Regions from separate parts of the Mus musculus genome. Here all the other regions are linked to region 1. A link is a contact called in public promoter capture Hi-C data. All regions are on one chromosome and are shown on one strand. The core of a region is the stretch at or near the end of the contact, and the rest is flanking DNA. Distances in the headings are between cores, read along the strand shown. Region 1 holds the start of Rnaseh1 (ribonuclease H1). Region 2 holds the start of Kidins220 (kinase D-interacting substrate 220). Region 3 holds the start of Cog5 (component of oligomeric golgi complex 5).

Region 1 (4,581 bases), core at 1,306-3,805:
GAAGTAACTAACATACCTTTTGAACCATCCGGGCTTGAAGAGCTCCTGACAAAGGCCCAGGCCTCATCTTCTGTGGCAAATTTCTTAAACCTGGCAGCAGGAAACCGGTCCACCTGGGCTTTGCACTCACTCCTGCAAGGGTGTGTACATTAGCCAGGCTTCCTTCCTCTTCAATTACATCCTTTCTCATTTTTTTTAACTTAACTTTATTTTTTACTATTTTACCTCATCTATTTACAGTTGTCATGTTTTACTGCAGTTTTAGGTTTACATCAAATAGGAAATGAAAGTAGAGAGTTCTCTTGAGCTTCTGCCCCGCAGTGCCCTTTATTTGCACCAGGGATCAGTCGGTGTTGTAAAGCCTACAGGTTTAGTGAATAGATGATGCCAGTGAACTACATTAGCACAGATGCAGAACAATCTCATGCCTTAGAAACCCCCCACAGGGGGCTGGGTGGTGGTGCGTGCGTGCCTATAATCCCACACTTGGAGGCAGTGGCAGGAGAAGCACAAGTTCAACGCCACACGAATCTATGTGCAGGTTGCAGGCCAGCCAGTGCCTCATAGAAACTCAGTCTCAAAAACACCTGAGTTTGAGAGTGCACACCTGTGATCCCAGCACTTGAGAAGTAGAGACAAAGGGTCAGAAGTTCAAGGTCACCTTTGATTTATAGCTAGTTCAGTTGAAGGCCAACCTAAGACACACAAGACCCTGACAGGAAACAAAGCCTGTCTGCTTTCACAGTCACCTCTCCTCAGTTCGAAGCCCTTAAAAGCACTGATTTGTTTTGCAATCTCTACTAGTTCCAGGATCCCATATAGTCGGAATCCCACACTGTAGATCATTTCAAATTGGCTTTTCCTTTTAGCAGGGTATAGTTAGTGCTTCTTCATACTATTTCATCTTTCATAACTCATTTCAAGTCTGCATAATATTCCATAACTTTACCAACTCACTGTCTACTGGAAACTTGGCTTCCAAGTTTTGTCAATTATGAATTAAATCTCCGTACATGATTAAGTGCAGCTTAATGTGAAGGCATAGCTTTCCCCATTTTTTTATTTCCTCAAGACAGAGTTTCTGTGTGTAGCCCTGGCTGTCCTGAAACTCCTTTTGTAGACCAGGCTGGCCTGGAATTCAGAGATGCACATGTCTCTGCCTCCCAGCCTCCTGAGTGCGGGGATTTAAAGGCTTGTGCCACTATGCCTGGCCCAGTGTCTTTTCTAGAGCAGGAGTTTTTAACTGAATGAAGTTTAACATACAAGGACTTTTCATGGATTATAGGTTTGGTGTTGTATGGTGAGTCAAAGGGATCTGCTGTCAATTCCTTGGGACAAAGGTCACACCTCAATTTGGTTTCATTTTACATGTTAAGACCTGACAGCCCATTCTGCTAAATGCCATCCAATCCAAATAGCATACTAATACCACAAGGTCTTCCACAACTCCAGCACATACTAAAATTTTGTTATCTTTAAGACTCAATCACAGAAAAAGGGTTGGCAGTGGATATATTTCTTCCTTAGTACTGTCTCAGCTGTGCCTAGGGAAACATCCAGGTCACAGGGACAACAAACCTTGATATTAGAAGTTAGCTGTCATATACTCCCAAACCTGGACTTAAGCCCCGATTCTGCCTCTCATTTGACCTGGGAACTGCCACAGTACCGGTGAAACTGAAAACTTCATCTTGCCTCCAAGGGCTGCGACATGGATCCAAAGGCAAAGACCAGCTTCTGGCTTGAGACTCTCCACCTCTCCCCCTCCCTCATCTCTTCCACAGCCCATGCTGGCCTCTAACTTGTAGTGATCCTCCTGCCTCCACCTCAACAGTGCTGGAATTACAAACATGTGACAACACATCTCACCACGATTTTCCTTCTTAAAAACAGTCGGGGATGAGGATGTAGCTCAGCTGCTGGCCTAGTATGCACAAGCCCTGGGTTCAAACACCTGCAGTACACAAATTGAGCATAACGGTGCCTATCTGAAATCCCTGCGTTTGGTTAGTGAAGGCAGAAAGACCAGAAGTTCAATTTGGCACATAATCGGCTCGAGAAAAGTCACCCAGTAGGTATGAAAAATGTTTAAAAGATGAAAACACGAGGAAGTTGGGCGTGGTGGCCCAAACCAATGAGCTCAGCAGTCTGGACTACATGAGGTCCTGTGTCAAAAAACAAAACACCCACACACAGGAACGATCAGAACGTGGGAAGCCTTGTGTAAATTCTGGCTGCGGTGACCATGTGTTCTCTTTGGGAGGATTTGACTACAACACGGAAGGGCTAAACGAGCTGTTAGGTGTTTAGAATAAAGGGCTCCGCCAGGCTCCGTCTCACCAACTCAGGAAGACTCCGGTCCTGCGGCCTCTCCTCACCGCATAGAACATCCCGAGCCCGCAAATGCCTCGCCTCAGGCGTACGACGGCCAGTGTCACTGTGCGGGACAGCGGCAGCAGCCAGCGCATCACTCACGCCAGCGCGGCAACCCACATTGCTGCCCGCGAGCCTCCCGCCGGCGAGCCGACACACTTCCGGCTCAGGAAGGTGACGTCGCGAGGCGCCCGTCGCGGAGAGGGGCGGGGCCGAGGATTGTGTCTTCGGTTTCTTAGACGTCGGTGGAGACGTTCGGCCTGGAGACAGAGGTGTTTCCCAGCTGCCGAGTGCCTAGTCCAATCCCAGCACAGCAAAACTGATTTGGAAGCGAGAGGAAGAGGGGAAAGAAGGAATGAGAGGATGATGGCCGAATGAGGGAATAGATGTGAAGACAATGAGCCCCTGTAAAACTACATCCCATATTCTAGGATGCCCAACTCTGCAGAATAGGGTTCCCCTCCCCTTTGCCAGCAATGAATGAGAAGATGTCATGAATACATAACAACACTCTGGCCATATAATTCTGGACTACATAGAATGAAGCAAGTCACTGTTGCAAACTGGGGAATCGTTTTTATAACCCAAAATCAACTAAAATTTTAAAATCTACTCCTTAGGGACTACCAAGGCGACTTTGAAAGTGAAGGCACTTGCCACCAAGCTTAACAACTCTCCCACAAGTTGTCCTCTGACCTTCGCACATATGCACCAATGATAATGCACGCACACACCAACACATAGATGCAATTTTAAAGTAATAAATGTATATTCCTTGAAGTCATGAGTATGAAAAGTTTTTCTAAATATAAAGAAAAAATAGGGAAGGGAAAATTTCCCTTTAATGGTTGTCTCTGATTGTTTGCCCTTCAGCCAGCTGTCGGTGTGGTTTGTAGAATGTAAAGCAACTCTACCCTTCTCTTTCCTTTAGAAATCAGTTGTTTATTTATGTATTACTTTAGTTCATGTGTATGAGTGTTTCGCTTGCATCTATGTTTGTGCCACAGACATACTTTCTGCCCACAGAGGTCAGGAAATGGCATTGGCTCCCCTGGGATTGGAACTCAAGCCTTTGCAAAAGCAGCCACTATTCTTAATGAGTGAGCCATCTCTCCAGCGCCACCAGAGTTTTTGTTTGTTTGTTTGTTTTTTAATATTTGAAGCCAGACATGGTGCCTCAAACCTATTATCCCAGTACTGTGTAGACTACAGCAAGAGGATTACTGCAAGTTCAAGGGCAGTCTTGGCTACACGATGAATCCTGGCACTGGAGATTGAAATTAGGGTCTCACATATATTGGGCATAGGCCCTGCCAGAACTTCCTCTCATCCCTTCTTTTTATTTCTATGTAGCAAGTATTAATGTCTATCAACTCAAATAAAACCTCAAAATACCAACAATATTCTAAAGTTTAAAAAAGGGGGTAAGAAAGAAAAAAAAAGAAAAAAAAAAAAAACAAAAGAAGGGGGTATGGATATATCCAGTGTCTCGGAAACCGGGTGTGGTGGTACTTGCCTGTCATCCCAGACTGAGGAGTCAGGGATAAGGAGACCAATAGTCAAGGTCATCCTTGGCTACATAACTGGGGCCAAGATACAAGACACTTACTTTTTCAAGAAAAATAATTTGAGCCAGACGTAGTGGCTCACGCCTTTAATCCCAGCACTTGGGAGGCAAAGGCAGGCAGATCTCTGAGTTCAAGGCCAGCCTGGTCTACAGAGTTAGTTCCAGGACAGCCAGGGCTACAAAGAGAAAAAAAACACCTGTCTCAAAAAACCAAACCAAAACAAAACAAGAGCAAAAATCTTAATAACTGCTGGCTGTGGGTTAGATGGCTCAGTAGGTATACAAGCTTGCTGAGCAAGCCTGGTATCATGAATTGGATCTCCAGAACAAAAATAAAAGTTGTTGGGAAGCTTGGTGTGGTGCCTTGAGCCTTTAATCACTGCACTTTGTAGGCAGAGGCAGGAGAATCTCTGTGAGACTGGTCTACATGTTGAGCACGAAGACAGCCAGGACTACATAGAAAGACTTTGTTTTGCAGAGGAGTGACATCACAGTCTTCCTCTGACATCACAGGAATGCTGTGGCATGTGCTTCCATGCCAGCACGCATTAATAAAAACATGCTGACCTTGAAAATGACTAAAAGTCAACAAAAATCTTAATGTACAAAAATGTGTTCCAACTTTGAATTTATAACTTCAA
Region 2 (4,581 bases), core at 1,531-4,030, 3.7 Mb after region 1:
GAATCAGGGCTCTGTTCACCACTCAGTTTCTAACAGCTGGAGAAGTGCCTGGTAGTACCATAAGGTAGAACCAACCCAGTGTTGGTAGAATCATGAGTTTGCCCATGTTCATCAACCTGGAATGCCAGCATTTATACTCCCAATAATCCAAAACATATCCTGCATACAAGTGACAGCTATGGCTTCAACGTCCACAATGGCTTAGATATGTGTCTCTTTAAGCTTACAGTCTGTCTCCACGGTTATGTCTTCAGAACCCATTACAGGCCTAGAACAAGAAGGATCTCATGAGGGAATGGTCAAGTTCAGTAACGACATAGACACATAAGGAAGCCTCTTTTGGGTGTCTTTGTCCACAGAGAGGGCCCTTCACCCTCAACAGCATACTCTCTACCATAAGCCGCACACAAGGCTATAACAACAATCTGTACATGTGACACTCAAAAGATAAGCTGGGCCAGTCCAGAATTGGAATTAAAACTGTCCAGGTCAGGGCTGGAGAGATGGCTCGGTGGTTAAGAACACTAACTGGCTGCTCTTCCAGAGGTCCTGAGTTCAATTCCCAGCAACCACATGGTGGCTCACAACTATTGTAATGGTATCTGGTGTCCTCTCCTGGTGTGTCTGAAGAGAGTGACAGTGTACTCATGTAAATGCAATAAATGCATCTTTAAAAACACAACTGTCCAGGCCACGATTGATGCTGTGTAAGTAAAACCACAATCATCAGAGAGTGAGCTTACAGCTATGAACAGAGAAAGTCTCTTCGTCAGTGCGGCCTCAGTGTGGCCCCTGAGACACAGGTCATCAAGCTACCCAGGATTCTGACCTCTCCTCAACCCCAGAAGCCTCCTTTCCCCAAGGTTTCTGCTTGTGCCTTCCAAACATTCAGGAATTCAGTGAAGAAAAATAAAACTGACATTCTTCAACAAAAGCTGGAAAAGGGGATGGCAGGCTCACACGGGATCATATATAGAAAAATATAATTTAGCAGTGCATGCATACACAATATAGACTTAAAAAAAAAAAAAAAGAATCAGAACTCTAGGCACAAGTTAGGGACCAAAACAGACAGCCTACAGGAAAGGAATCAGGCAATTAAAGTGGAAAAGAAATGCAAGACATTACGTTTAACCAAATAGAATTCCCAAAGTTTGAATTTTGGACAGAACAAAATATCCAGAGATAAGGAAAATAATAAACGACCATGTGACTGGGAAAGAAAAACAATGTTAGTGTTGTTGTCATGAACACCAGAGAAAGAGCACCCATGCGTGCAGGGATGGAAGGGAAAGAAAAGAGGAGAGGTGGGAGGAAATGGGAAAGTCTAGGAAAGAAGGCAGCAGGCATTTCGTTACATATGTGTGCCCCTTCCAACCAGCCACCTTAGAATTGATTGGGGCTGTGGGGATACCCTTAAAGAGCTGATAACTAGAGAATGATGTAGTGGCACAGGGGCCTGGGAGGCAGAAGCAGGCTGATCTCTATCAGTTCCAAGCAGACCAGGGCTACATATTAAGAAGACCAGGGAGGGAGAGGAAAAAAAGGAGAAGAGGGGGATGAAGGAGGAGGAGAAAAAGGAGGGAGGGAGGGAGGGAGGGAGGGAGGGAAGGAGGGAAGGTAGAAAAAAATGAAAAAGAGAAAAGAATTTATGGAAACGAGATGCCAAAGATAAATCTGGAAACCATTCTCAGAGTGTTTAAAAGGATTCTCAAACTGGTGTGCAATTATTTGTCTCCTGACCCAAATAGTCCCATTTTTGCAGGCCTGTGGTGAAGCTCAGAAACAAATTTTTAACAAGGACCCCCAAGTCGGTCTGATCAAGTTGACTGACTGTCGTTGTAAAGCTTGAGAACAAAGAACGCACCTTGCCACAGCATTTCCAGTCTTGGCTCTGAACCAGACACCCAACTGCCCTTAAAAATAGATTATGTGTCTTTTCCTTTTACTGTAGACGCTTTGTTTTTTCGTAGCGTCAAAAAGAGAGCGGGGGACTAACCCATCAGAATCACCTCCAAGAGGTTTTTCCTCAGCCACACCCCACACCAAGAAATGGGAAGCTCTGAAAAGCAAAACCGGTGCATTTTTAGCAAGCACCTCTAGGGGGCAGAGAGCTCCACAAACAGTTATTAATGAGAAAATGGTCTAAAATGGTTTAAACGTGAAGACAACCTAGGGAAAAAAAATGTATACAAATCCCCACAAAGCAAACATGGACGCGTTCTATTCGGGGGCTTGCGGGCATCTTGCAAGGCGTTTAAAAGCCTGCACAGGACAATGGGGGCAGTGGGTTCGGCAATTTAGCACAGAAGAAAACAACTTCTCCTCCCTGGAAAGCAAAGCAACCAAGAAGGTAAGGCTCAGGGGCACCGGCTGCGGGACTCACTAAGTGATGGGTGTGACAACAAGGAAAGCGGCCTGGGCCTGGAGTCAGTGCCCACGGGAGAACGCCGCACCGGAGCGCCTGCCTTCCGCGCTTGGCTGCACCGACCTCGCCCGACGCCCGGACGCCCCGCACCCAGCCTCCGATCCCGGCCCCCTCCCCCTCTCCGGTGCCACCGACAGACTCGTCTCCCTTTCCCCTCCCCCCTCCCCCAGCCTCGGACACTGTCGCTCTGCCTCACCCGACCTCTCCGCCTCCGCACTGACCGTGTCACGGCCTGGCCGAAGACGGCGCCCTCAGCTCTGCAGAACAGCGCCGCAGACCTTGTCAGAGGACAAGACGCCAAGAGCACACAGCTATGCCCGCACCACGCCCGGCGGCCATCTTCCTAGGAGTCAGGAACTGACAGGTCACGTGGTCGTGTGGTGGGCGGTGCTCCTTGTGGCCACGCCTCCTGGAGGGGGCAGTGTGGGAGGAGTTGCAGGTGCTGAAGTGGCTTGGACGCCCTTCCCTCTATTTTAAAGGAATGGAAACATTGCTTCTTTGCCTGGTTTGGCTTCAGATGGTTTGGGTTGGGTTAGGTTGGGTTGGGTTGGGTTGGTTTTGATACAGAGTCAAAGTCGCCCAAGCAGGCTTCAAACTTGCTATGTAGCCAAGAATGACCTTTACGCTCCCGATCCTCCTGCCTCCACCTCCCAGCTGACCCAGCTAAATTAGTGTATTTTTCACAGGTGCCCCAGGCAATATTTTTCCCTGTCATTCGCGCTTTTGAAAGTTAATTTATAACCCGTACCTGGCATTATAAGCAATAATTCAGAGAAATAAACAACAATTACAACTTTGGAAGCCATTGCCCACTTTGCAAATGAAAGTCGCTTAGTTCCTCCTTCCAGGGTCCAGAAGTCCGAAATCTGCCTTCTCCATCATCGGAAGAATGCACTGCCTCCGCAGACGTCCATACTGCCTCCTTCCAGCTGAGGACCCCCCGCCCCAACCCCCCAAGGCCCTTCCAGACTTTGCTCTTCCCACCTCTGCAGAAGTATCACCAAATGCTATTAACTGATCCCTGACCACCATCAGCAACCCCATCCTGGCAATATTCCCTTCAAAGGGCCTCCTGACACCCATTTCCTAGTCTTCTTCCAGGCATGGTACTCCTTCCCAGGTTCCACCTACCTTAATTAATTCAGAGTTCCAGAGTTCTGCCCACGGTCAGTCTCATCCCCAATATGGCCGATATTATAGGCTCCCTCCTGATCCATCTCCGGAAGTGAGTGGGACCCCCACAGGAAGTGGAAAGTTATCTCACATATCACCCCATACTGTCTAAGCAGTTCCTGTGTTAATCACTCAGATCTATTTTAAACCTTTTACTCCCCCATGGGCTGCCGACTCTCTCAACTCCTCTCCCTACCCAGAACTCTTCTTATCTGTCAGGACACTAAGCACTTCTCAGTTAAACTCTTCAGTACTGCCCCCCCCATCCGTGGAGCCCGTTCCCCACAGCACCTGGGAGTGAGGCTCTTGGAAGGCGTGCCCTCACAGACCTTGCCCTGTTCTGCCTGCCTTCCCCTTCAAACCCTGCCAGGGCAAACTGGCCAGTATTTTCTGCTAATAGACACACTGGGCTTCGTGGTACACACCTTTGCCCTCAGCACTCAGAAGCAGAGGCAGGGGGAATCTCTGTGAGTTAGAGGCTGGCTGCATAGTGAAACCCTGTCTCAAGAGGAGGAGGAAGAAGAAGAAGATGAAGAAGAGGAAGGAAGGAGAGAAGGGAGGGAAGGGGAGGGAGAATGTTATCAAGGGGTGAGAGAGGTCACTGAAAAGATCTCACTGAAGAGAAATAGCTGCAGAAATGTAGTTCCTGTGCCCTTGGGGGCTACCCCCAGGGGCTCAGCTCACATTTGAGAAAGATTGGCTGAAGGTTCCTGGCCCTAGCCTTCCAACTCATTTCTCATGCAAGTCTCCCAGACCCTCCTTCATGTACCTTTAACTTGTGCAGAGGGACAAGTAGATTAATGGGATGACTTCCACAAGCCAGGAAGCTGGCTTTAGACAGGACCAGGCTCATGCTTTCCTACACAGAGCTCTCTGCCTCCAGCGGGGAAACCAGAATGAGGGGCAAGCACATCCCACTGATTGCCTTTGGTCTCAGACACAAGCCCAGCTCGGCGACCTACCTTTCTTCCCATCATTGA
Region 3 (4,581 bases), core at 1,061-3,560, 3.0 Mb before region 1:
TATGACTTAGAAAGTGGACAACATAGGTCTGAGAACCCAGGAAGACACCAGAACCTGGGGAGTTGGGTAAAGAAACTCCTGAAGAATGCTTAGAGAAAAAGAAACTGGAAAGAATGACTAAATCAAAAGAGCTAACTGTGTAAAGGAAATGGTGAGTACAATCTCCCATAGACGCGACAGTAAAAGATGAACACAGCTAGCAGATTATTCAGTGGTTGATATTCCAGAATAAATCACATAAGTTATCTCTTTTGTGGTATTCTTATCAGTGAAAAATCAGAAGCTGCTCACAAATTTTCCAACTCTGCACCTGTTCACTGAGCCTATCAACCCTATCTTTAGGCAAATTCTAAAGACAGTGAATTGGTTACTGAACAAAATGATCAAATTTTCAGGTACATTTGGGGAAACTGGAAAGGAATTTAGGAAATTAAATAAATACATATATACATACATACATACATACATACATACATACATACATATATACAAGGGCAGTGGTGGCACAGGTCCTGAATCCCAGCACTTGGAAGGCAGAGGCAGGTGAATCTCTGAGTTCTAGACCAGCCTAGTCTACGAATTAAATTCCAGGACAGCCAGAGCTACAACAGAGAAACCCTGTCTTGAAAAATAAACAAATAGTGTGGGATCCTTATATCATATAACAAATTACTTCAAGGAAAGAGCCAAGCTTTTACAAGTTTAAATAGGATAAGAAGCAGAAGTGCCCATCTGACTTACTTCCAAGGAACCAATGAGGACCTCTGCAAAGTGATTTTAACATTATAGAATGGGAGTGTTTGGATTCTAGACAGGAATAAACTCCACAGCACAAAGGAAGGGAATGTCCTTAAAACAAAGGGCTTTATTTAATTGCTGAGACTTTACTTAATTGTATTTGAAACCACAGAAGGAAAAAAGCAAGCATAGTTTTAAGTTCAGTTTAAGCTCAAAGGCTGGACAGCTATTAAACACACACACACACACACACTCGTTTCAGGATTTTGAAACTTGGTTAAATTTAAATTTCAATTAAGACACAAAGATGAGGTGCATCAGGCAGAAACTCTAAGAATATACCACAACCTAACTCTGAAAAACATCACTAGTCTTGACAAGATATAAAATATCTATTAAAAAGATATAAAATATTCAACAATCAGGGAAAACACCATAATTTAAATTTCAGTTTGATCCTTTAAGCCACTCTTATGTGGAAAATTAAAAAAAAAAATCTGTTCCTACTGTATGCAGAATACTGCTTTTAACTCTGTGGAATATAAAAAGAGGTTCCTATGCTTGGCTTGGTAGCCTTTGATCCCAGCAGGTGGTAGACAGAAGCAGGTGTATCTCTGTGAGTTCAAGGCTAGACTGACTGATCTACAGGGAGTTCCAAAACAGTCAGGGTTTCATAGAGTAACCCTGTCTCAAAAACAAGGGGGAAGGGGATTGGGGAGGAGGAGGCGCAAGGGCCTCGGAAGCAATTAAGGTGATAAATGCAAACGCTTTTAATAGATGAAAGAACTTAGTGTCAACTAGAGAAAAGATGGGATGATTAAGGCCTAATACCTTTAGCAAACTGAATTTTGTTCTGTCTCTCAGATTGAGCATTAATACAACCGAACTTGACTTTCAAGCGTACTATACTATAGAAAGGTATATAGTTAATTTACTTGGGATAATTTCTCTTCAAACTACCAGTAATCCTGACTTCAGTACTCGACATGTATGGATAACAGAGGCACCTGCATAGCCCAAGAACTGAACACGGAAATTTCCAACTCCACATTTTGCATCCTCCATCCCTTTCCTTAAGCAGCGAGCGGTCTGTCACCTAGGGTGAGTTCACACTTCTGGGCACGGACAGTGCAATCCTTGGTCAGGAACTGAGCAGCAGTAGCGGCTATCAGCCCCGACCACGTCGTGCAGGAACTACAGCGATGTCCCGGGCGCATCATGATCCAGTGCAAACCCCAGCAACTAGACACCAGGTGTTTTCCCCAAGACACCCACGGGAAGAGAGGAACACGTTCCCCGTGAAACTGGGGGACCAGGACAATCCCGGACGCCAGGGGGCCGGGCGGAGGGGAGTGGCCAAGTCCAGACAGGAAAACTTTGTGCAAAGTGACCGGTAGGATTCTCGGACTCTGCGCAAGGCAGGGCGACCCAGGCCGGGCCACCGTCCGACGCCTTACCGTCCTGCAGGATCGCCTGCACGGTCGCCGCCACTACTGCGGAACCCGAAGCCCCACGGCCTGCTACGGAAATTGTGCTGTCTCCACCTTCCATGTTGGCAAGTGCCGGGTTGATGACGTCTTGCAATCGCCCCGCCCTCCAAGTGACGCAGAATCAAGGCGCCGCCCCACCTGCCCGGCCCGGGTTGCGTTTGGGAACCTAAGTACTACAATCCTACGTGCAAGGAAAGACAGGTCGCCGCCGGGGCCTTCTCCCATTCCGCTCCGGACGCAGCCACCGCGCCGATCTCCAACGCAAGTATTGGGCCTGAGAACTCCGGCGTGGGGAAGAGGCTCTTGGGAGCGTCACGGCCCTCCTCGCCCAACACGTGGGAGCTTAGGGCTGCTCAGCCTTACCTAGTCCCCGCCTGGAGTGGCAAGCCCGGGTAGCAGGCAGTATATGCTGGGGAAGAATAGTTGTTAAGCTCTGCCCTTAAAAATAAAAACGTTTAAATATTCGTAACTATTTATTGAGTTGGTCTGGAGCTACTCTGCATTTTGCATTCCCTTAACATCGCCTCAGAAGATTTTTCCCTCCTGTGTTTGACCTCAGTCACGATGCGGTAGCGAGAGGCAGCGCGCCTAGAGTTGCATTAGATTTCAGTATGCATAGTTTACGAAACTACTTTGTTTGTAATAATCATACACGACGAATAGCATTATCTGAATTACAGGATGATTTTCTTTCCTTAGCTTTCTTGTTTTTCACAAAAAAAAGATTGACTTTAGTCTACATATTAATATGCAATAAAGTTTTTAACGCCCACTATACATACCAGCACAAGTTTTCAAAAAAAAAAAAATTCACTTATATTTTAAAAGGAATTCTAGGTGTAGAAGCACATATTACCAAAATATTATGTCCGGTGCTGCATGCTTTGGAGAACTTTAAAACAAAATATTGATACCTTCATCCCATAAGTTCAGAGAGCTGTTTTTGGTCTTGGATGTGACTTAAGCATTTTTATTCCTAAAAGTTTCTGCATCCTAATTTACTATCAAGATTGAAAGCTATAGCTTATTCAAGAAATTCATACTGAAGCAGACTTTGCCATTTAGTCTGGCCACAAGAATGAGTAAGAGCAAAATCATGCTTTAGAAAGTCAGTCATGACGCCATTGCCGATCACCACCTCCTAGTGTGTACCAGTTCTGTAATGTGTAAGATTCTTCCCTCCTTTGCAAATAGTCTCTTAGTGGTTTACTCCGTGTTTATTCCTCATATCGACATAGCCCATCTCTGACTTAGCTTAATTACGCTCCCATTTTCCTCTGAACAGTGTTGACACTTCCAAAGATTTCTTGCAAGCCATGACATCCTTCAGTATATTGGCCTTGTGTTCATTTAGCCTACTGCCAAACATTAAAGACTGAATTTTGAACAACTAGCCTTTTATAGAGTTAGCTTTTATCTGGCAATAGATTACAAAGGCCAAAATGGAATATAAAAACAAAAACTATGAAGTCAAAAGCTTTAAGTACAACATGAAAAATATTAAACAATTTTATCACTTGTACTTTGGGCATAAAAGTTATTTACGGTGCACTTACTTGGTAATAACTGAATATCTTCACTGGTAATAAATTTAGATTATTTAAAATAATAAAGTTGTTTCTGCCTTCTGATTCACAAAAAAACTAGAATAAAAGTATCAGAGTTTCTTTTTTAAGTTGTATGTGTATGTATGTAGATGAATATATGTGTGTGCTACAAGTCCCCTCAGAGGCCAGAGGTGTAGGACCCCCTGAAACTGAGCATAGAAGTACCATGATCCTCCCAATGTGGGTGCTAGAAACTGAACTCAGATCCTCTGCAAGAATAGTCCATACTCCTAACCACTGAGCAATCTCTCTAGCCCCAAAATACCAGGATTTGTTTTGAAATACGAGTTTCTATTACTGCCACCTAACTTTCCTTTTTTTCGGTTTGTCTATCATACAAAGTATTTTATGGGAAGCAATTAAAGCCAGATCCCTTGGTTTAATCATGAAAGTAAAATGCATGAAATTAAAAACGAATCTGAAGTTGGGTATGGAGGCACACCAGGGTAATCCCAGCACCGGCAAGGTTAGGTTAGCAACTATGTAAGCTAGCCTGGTATATAGCAAGATCCTGTCTCAAAAAATAAGCAAAAAAGTAACAATCAAATCATCACATGACACACACAGGGAAAACCTAGTGGTTTCCCATATCGTCTTTGAAAACTACTCTGTGCAGTTTTTCACATTTATTGATCCTGTAAGTAGAGGCAGAATTTGGGAAGATATTCTTTTATTGATAAGGGGGAAAGAAACTCAAATTATTTCTGAGTACACAAGCTCATGAAAGATGAAATTACAAGAATAAT

The links. Promoter capture Hi-C pulls out the DNA fragments that hold promoters and counts their contacts.
Region 2: a promoter capture Hi-C map of pre-B cells shows a contact between it and region 1. The contact joins the promoter of Kidins220 here to the promoter of Rnaseh1 in region 1. A contact is called at or near these places in 2 of 39 promoter capture datasets (cranial neural crest and pre-B cells).
Region 3: a promoter capture Hi-C map of pre-B cells shows a contact between it and region 1. The contact joins the promoter of Cog5 here to the promoter of Rnaseh1 in region 1. A contact is called at or near these places in 1 of 39 promoter capture datasets (pre-B cells) and 2 of 484 Hi-C or Micro-C datasets (B cells and CD4 T cells).

The regions. Positions count from the first base shown.
Region 1 is chr12:28,647,576-28,652,156 of GRCm38.p6, reverse strand. It overlaps Rnaseh1 (ribonuclease H1), which reads right to left and starts at 2,555. Exons shown (of 8, transcript NM_011275.3): 1 at 2,341-2,555; 2 at 17-132. The coding sequence starts at 2,468.
Region 2 is chr12:24,973,131-24,977,711 of GRCm38.p6, reverse strand. It overlaps Kidins220 (kinase D-interacting substrate 220), which reads right to left and starts at 2,780. Exons shown (of 32, transcript NM_001081378.1): 1 at 2,650-2,780. It overlaps Gm36236 (a long non-coding RNA gene), which reads left to right and starts at 2,115. Exons shown (of 2, transcript XR_381341.3): 1 at 2,115-2,353; 2 at 2,599-4,581.
Region 3 is chr12:31,652,598-31,657,178 of GRCm38.p6, reverse strand. It overlaps Cog5 (component of oligomeric golgi complex 5), which reads right to left and starts at 2,310. Exons shown (of 23, transcript NM_001163126.1): 1 at 2,196-2,310. The coding sequence starts at 2,289. It overlaps Dus4l (dihydrouridine synthase 4-like (S. cerevisiae)), which reads left to right and starts at 2,353. Exons shown (of 7, transcript NM_028002.2): 1 at 2,353-2,489.